Regions from separate parts of the Sus scrofa genome. Here region 1 is linked to region 2. Evidence: chromatin contacts called from public HiChIP or PLAC-seq data. All regions are on one chromosome and are shown on one strand. The core of a region is the stretch at or near the end of the contact, and the rest is flanking DNA. Distances in the headings are between cores, read along the strand shown. Region 1 overlaps LOC106505999 (a long non-coding RNA gene). Region 2 has its middle 200 kb from the start of IRF2BP2.

The links. HiChIP or PLAC-seq counts read pairs in DNA pulled down with a chosen protein or histone mark.
Region 1: an H3K27ac HiChIP or PLAC-seq map of alveolar macrophages shows a contact between it and region 2. The contact joins two enhancer-like sites. A contact is called at or near these places in 5 of 47 Hi-C or Micro-C datasets (alveolar macrophages, blood, embryonic fibroblasts and 1 more) and 2 of 2 datasets of contacts at active chromatin or transcription factors (alveolar macrophages and skeletal muscle).

Annotation. Positions count from the first base shown.
Region 1 is chr14:56,395,511-56,398,852 of Sscrofa11.1, reverse strand. LOC106505999 (a long non-coding RNA gene) reads left to right here. Exons shown (of 3, transcript XR_002338582.1): 3 at 716-945. Among named protein-coding and RNA genes, the nearest start is that of IRF2BP2, 150 kb to the left of the region's middle. Within about 2 kb of position 1,567, at least 10 of the 83 cell types and tissues checked have an H3K27ac peak or open chromatin away from gene starts, as enhancers often do. A contact at or near this core is called in alveolar macrophages, where this site is marked.
Region 2 is chr14:56,343,542-56,346,946 of Sscrofa11.1, reverse strand. No RefSeq gene overlaps it. Among named protein-coding and RNA genes, the nearest start is that of IRF2BP2, 200 kb to the left of the region's middle. Within about 2 kb of position 2,031, at least 12 of the 83 cell types and tissues checked have an H3K27ac peak or open chromatin away from gene starts, as enhancers often do. A contact at or near this core is called in alveolar macrophages, where this site is marked.

The DNA.
Region 1 (3,342 bases), core at 318-2,817, 52 kb before region 2:
AACGCTGAGGGCACATAACCTGGCCCCACTTTTTTTTTTTTTTTAAACCTGGCTCCACATTTTGCAGCTGGGCACCAGCAGGCTGTGTTCACAGAGTCACTTTTGACATCTTCCAGTTGCCTGGCTGCCTGACATCATGCCAGTCACCCGGGCTTCCCCAGCACCAGCCCAACACCCAGGCAGTTCTGGTTGTTTTCCAAAGGGATGTCCCCACCCTGTAGGGGTGGCCACAGTCAGCTGAGCCGTGGGCTCCGGGGGGCGGGCTCGGCAGCGGTGGCTGCACATGGTTCCTAAAGGGTAGGGAAACCAGGGGGCTCCGGGTCTCTGGAGAGGAACCGAGGCACTTCCCAGGTGGAGCGCTAGGCATGCTGACTTTCCATTCAGGCAGCAGTAAGATGGCTGCAGGGAGGCACGATTTAGGCTGTGGTCAATAACACGGAGCATCACCCAATTCTTCAAGCAGTTGCAAACCATATGTGGCTGTAAGGGTCTCAGGAATCTGTTTCTGTTTACTAAGTGCTCTCCCCAGGGTGGAGGGGCAGGGGCGTGGGTTAAGATGCTACATTCACCCCCAGGTATGGGGGGTACATAAACTTGGGTGATGCCCCTCAGTTCCAGAAAAGGAAGAGAGCACGGTACACACACCCTGTAGGCCAATCAGCCTGCCTGGCCATTGAGAATCTGATGACTTCAAATATCAAACCGTTTTGTGCAGAGTGGAGACCAAGAGAAAGAGGAGCCACCTGGACAGTGGCGAGAGCAAGCATGGTACCCAGATTTGTTTTAAGAGCTTGATGTGTGTTAACTTGTCTTATCTTCATAACAACACTCCAAGGTAAGTGCTATCTTTTCTTCTTTTTTTGTTTTTTGGGCCACACGTACAGCATGCAGAAGTTCCCAGGCTAGGGTTCAAATTGGAAGTGCACCTGCCTGCTTACACCACAGCCGCAGCAACCCAGGATTTGAGTATGTCTGCGACCTACACCACAGCTCACAGCAATGCTGGATCCTTAACCCACTGAGTGAGGCCAGGGATCGAACCCCTATCCTCATGGATACTAGTCGATTCGTTTCCACTGAGCCACAGTGGGAACTTCGGTAAGTGCTATCTGACCTCTGCTTTATAATGAGGAAACTGAGGCTGGTTAGAGAACACACCCAAGGTGACACAGCTCATGAGTGATGCCGCTGGGTTGGGAACACTTAAGGTGGTCCATAGTGGGAACACTTCTGACTTCGGGGACGATGTGTGTGATCTGGACACCAATTTGGATAAATACAGGACATCTTGCAAAGCCAAGAAGGAGGAATCTAAAGATGTCAGAAGCTGCCCTTCAGCTGAGGGAAAGGGAAATGCGGATGAATGAGATGTGCCAGGTTTCGAAGCTGCTTATCTCCCAGGAATCCTCTCTCCAGGTCTGAGTGGATGCTCTGAGATCTTCTTACGCCACCAGAATGAAGCTCACAAGTGCTGCAAAGATACAGCCACCCCCGAGCACTGTCCCTAGCCCCGTTGTGCAAGGGCCTCTTCCAGTGTACTGTGGCGGTCACTTTTGTGGTCACAGTTTCCAACTGCAAACAGAAGAGGAAACCACGTCAGGAAGAAGCACATTTTACAACCCCATGTTCAAGGGCGTAGGGGACCCTGATGCAGACAGAGCCTCGGAAGGCCTGGAAGGCTAGGGTGGGGCTGTTTCCGCAAAGGATGCGGTGTGTTGTGGGTGGGGGTGGCTCTGGGAGAACTAGGGGGAGGGCTGGCAAGGAGCAAAAGAGCGAGGGGGTGCCGAGGGGTGGGGGTGCCCTAGAAGCTGAACCCCGCTCTGAAGAGTCAGGCGCTTCCTTCCTCAGAGCCGGCCTCGAACCTGTGGAGTAATTCTGGAAAACTCCCAGGGCCATTTCCCAGGCCCTCTCTCTGGGCCTCCGCCAGCCTGAGGCCAGTGCCGAAGCATGTCGCCCCTTCAGCAGGTGACCCTCTGTCCCCCTGATGAAGTGGGCCAGGCTTTATCCCCGCAGGGCACAACAGGAGCCTTCTGTGGGATTCCTGCCTCTGCTGGGGCTGGTTCACCAAGGAATCTGCTGTGTATCTTGACTTGAGGCAGCAGGCATGTCAGGGGCAGATGGACAGGGATGCATCTGGGCCCTCGTGGAGCCAACAATGCTCTGAGATGATACCTGGTAGATTTGGGGGGTGGAGGGAGGCACTCTGATTAGAAGGCAGAAGTCTTAGTTTGGTCCCCAGCTCTGCAACTTGCAAGCTGAGACCAGGAGCACTCTGTCCTCAGAAAAACGAGGAAGATCGTGCCCATTCCACAGGAGTGTGTGGGTGTGACACGCACAGTTGATTCATTGATTCACCAAGTGTTTGAGCACCCTCTGTACCTGGAGCTCTGGCAGTGAAAGGGTTTGGGAATCAGAAGAGCACCCCACTGGCTGGAAGGGGGAAGGGGTGCTTGTCTCAGGAGCAGGGCTCCTGGGGTGACAGTGGGCAGAGGAGATGGCCTCCAGGGACATCTGCCTTAGCAGTGAGATGTGCACTCATTGGGGGCCTCCCACATCCAGGAAGTGCCAGGGAGTGTCCACACCTGGAGCCACCGCTCACCTGGCCATCAGGTGGCTCCCTGCTACCAGCTCCTGTGATGGCAGATGGTACCCTGTCTCTCAGCCTGGGCAGAAGGAGAGGCGAAAAACCCTGCCTGATCCAGCTCTTGTCCCAGAAGCCAGAGCCCCCAGCCCCGGTGAGGCCCCTGCCAGCAGTGGGTCCACTGTGCCAGCCCACCAGTTGGCTCAGAAGCAACCTGGCTGCATCAGTGTGCCTCACAGTGCTGATACGATGCTACAGGAAACCCACAGCTGCGGTTCAAGACAACCTCAGCAGAAAGCTGCCTGGTCTGGGAACTTACTGCTGGCCTGGATGCCACCTCAGAGACTGCCACCTTCTCAGGCTCCCGGTGGACCAGTGGGTGCTTGAGGATATGCTGGTAATTCAGAAACTGATGGAGATCTTCACTCTGGCCAGCACTGGCTCTCTCTCTCCCCCCTGTCTCGCTCGGCCCTATGGCATGGCTGACCAGGCACCTTCAGATGACCTGGCCTGCGACTCCTCAGAGGCCACCTCTTCTCTTGAGGCTACACCCACACCTGGAACGAGTGGTTTCACCTGAGTGCCAAGCTAAGCTCTGAAGCACCTGTCCAGGTAGGCAAAGGCAACTTTCCAGGACCATGAAACTAATGAGGCTCCTCAAAATTCACACCCACCCTTCGTCCTTTTTTTTTTTTTTCATTTTTTAAAGCTGTATTGAAGTGGAGCTGATTTACAAGGTGGTGATCATTTCAGCTGCACCG
Region 2 (3,405 bases), core at 782-3,281:
GCAGCAGTTGCCCTAGTGCAGCAGAGGCAATGTACCCCCTAAAGCTCTGGGTACATCAACTGTGGCGAAGCTGGAGTATCACATGGCTGTTCAAAGGGAGGAGTTCCGGCAGAGTTGCAGCTTGCTTTTGCTTTTGTGTAAAAAGAAAGGATTGATACATGCTTGTTCGTAAACATAGAATATTTCTGAACAGATTTACCCACACTGTCAATGACCTTGCTTATCCATGCTGGGCTGGTAGGGGTGGGGGCACCCAGCTTAGGGGGAGGCTTTGAAGCGCCACTTCCTAGCTGTCTCTGGGTTGGCAATGTTTGCAGTCACCTAACTGCTTTGATAACCAGAGCTTTTTGAATACTAGAAGACAATGGGAAAATATTTGAAAACCTGTGTCAGGGCCCCAGGAATATTAGTTCATGAGACATATGTTGGAGTGAGAGGTTCATTTGCATTTACATAATAATCACGATACATAATACTATTACATAATAATCATTACGACATATAGTTGTATTTACATAATAATGATCATACAGAAGGCGTATTGCATAATAAGCATTATGAAAGCCTGGGCAGCAGCACTGGCACGGACCCAGCATTCCCAGTAGCTGGGCAGGGTCGAGACTGGACAGCCCTCACCCCCGCCTCTGAGGAAAAAGAGCCCCTCCCTCTCCTGATGGCTGCAGGGGTTGTGTCAAGGGTTGAATTGCTCACATGCCAGCTCTGATCCCCACAAGAACTCTTGAAGGTAGGTTCTGTCTCTGTTTAACAGATAAGGAAACTGAGGCTGTAGCAGCTTAGCCCATTATCACGCTAGAGACACTGTCCAGCCACACGCTCCCTTTCCCACTATAGGGGGTTCCATACCCCAGGTCTCCAGGGCAAAAAACCTTGAATGGAAGCGATTTCAGGCTGATGTAGTAAGATATAGCCTGTCACCTTCTCCTTCCGTGCAGGGGTCCCCAAGGCTCCAGGGGGTAACAAAGCCATAAGCTGGAAGGAGCTGAGCTTCCCTAATCAGCCCTGAACTGGCCAGAACCATCAGTCCTTTTTTTGTGCTTTTTAGGGCCACACTCAAGGTGCATGGAGGTTCCCATCCTAGGGGTCCAATGGGAGCTCCAGCTACCAGCCACAGCAACTGGGGATCTGAGCCACATCTGCAACCTACACCACAGTTCATGATAATGCCCAATCCTTAACCCACTGAGGCCAGGGATCAAACCCACAACTTCATGGTTCCTAGTCGGATTCGTTTCCGCTGTTCCATGACAGGAACTCCAGAACTATCCATCTTAAGGCTCTGAAATCATAGGGTTTATTTGTTCCCTAAGTAATGCAATCACTAAAAGATAGCATTGGACACCTTTGGGTTACAAAGGATGAAAGGTAGGGCTAGGATACTGGGGCCATAAGCCTACAAATCTGTGCCCTGATTCCACACAGACATGCCCTCCAAACCAAACTGTATATCCACTAGGGCCTGATCCAGCCTCCAGCCCAGAGCAGGCCGTGGAGGAAGCCAATGGAGAAACTAGAGTTGTCAGAGCAGTTAGCTCCCTGGGCCATGTAACACCTCCTCAGAAGATGCTCTGAGGGTAAAAGTGGCCTTGCAGACAGACTGTCATGGCCAGCAGTTCCCCAGCAGCATCACCAGGAATCTCTGTGCTGGGGAGGGTCCCGATCCTAGCTTCACCTCAGTCCCCCTCCAGCACCCAGCTCAGAGGTGCTCAGTGGAACCCAACACGAGCCCCCACCGAGGGGTGGGCCTGGTGGGAGGGGCTGCCTTCTTGCGCAGCCCTGCGGCTGAGCGCAGTGGGGTGTGCACTGATAACCCTCCAAAGAAGGGGAAAGGAGCAAGGAGAGAGGGTTTGAGTGGTCCCCAGTGACACTGGGAGAGAAACGTGTGGAAAGGAAGATCCATCTTTGAGCAGTTCATTAACCCCTGCTCTGCCGGACCACACAGCTTCCAAGGCCCCATCTGTGAGGAGGGTGCTGGAGACGGACTTCGCATCAGGGTGAGGGCCACAGGAGTGAGCGAGGACCCTGTCACCTCCCACTGCCTGACTTCCACGAAGACAACAGGGCTGTCCAGTGGTCAGAAAACAGAAGTGAGGCCCCGAACCTCAGGGACAAATGAGGAAGTGCCCAGTCAAAACCAATCAGAGTCCACTGGGGAATGAAAGCTGTGTGCTTATATGGTAAGCAGCAGAGAGGCACTTTTCTAATATTTTCCAAGACCTAAGCTTTTTTTTTTTTTTTTTTTTTTTTTTTTTTCAAAATCCTATACAAGGAAATGTTACACAGAGGCGCTGTTACAGCAATTGCTTCACCAAAGTTGCATCAATTTTCCGTGGCAATATTAGCATTTAACTACACCAGAGAACCAATAGAGATAAACATCCTGAAAACTCAAGCAATTAAGTACCTTTTTTGATTCTATGTTTCATTGACACATCCGTAAGATTGTGTTAAGAAATGAAATGAAATGTGTTAAGAAGAAAGGTAATTAGTAATATCATTTTAGGATAAAGTAACTCATTAAATTTTTTAAAGAGAATGAGTTTTTTTTTCCTTCTATTTTAGTTTTTGAAAGAGTTAGAATAGGCAGGAATATTTCCTTTTTAAAGTTATGTATCTTTTTTTTTTTTATTCTTTATTTATTTGTCTTTCTAGGGCCACACCTGAGGCATTTGGAAGTTCCCAGGCTAGGGGTCAAATTGGAGCTAGAGCTGCCTGTCACAGCCACAGCCACAGCAATGCCAGATCCAAGCCATGTCTGCAACCTACACCACAGCTTATGGCAACGCCATATCCTTAACCCACTGAGCAAAGCCAGGGATTGAACCCCTGTCCTTATAGTTACTAGTCGGGTTCGTACCACTGATCCATGAAGGGAACTCCGGTGTCTTTATTTTTTATGTATTTTTTTATTAAAGTATAGTTGGTTTACAATGTTGTGCCATTTTCGGCTGTACAGCAAAGTCATCCAGTAATACATATATATACACTCATTTTCTCATATTACCTTCCATCATGATCCAGCCCAAGAGATTGGACATGGTTTCCTGTGCTGTACAGTAGGTCCTCATTGCTTACCAATTCTAAATGTAATAGTTTGCATCTGCTAACCCCAAACTCTCAGTCCATCCCTCTCCCTCCCCCCCCCTTGGCAACCACAAGTCTATTCTCTATGTCCGTGAGTCTGTTTCTGTTTTCTATATGGGTTCGTTTGTGCCATATTTTATATCCCACATATAGGTGCTACTTAGCCATGAAAAAGAAGGAAATACTGGCATTTGCAGCAACATGGATGCAACTAGAGATTCTCAGACCAAAGGAAGTCAGTCAGAGAGAGATAGGTGGGAATATTTCTTGATTAAGTAGCATGAGTGAATTTATTAATGGTCT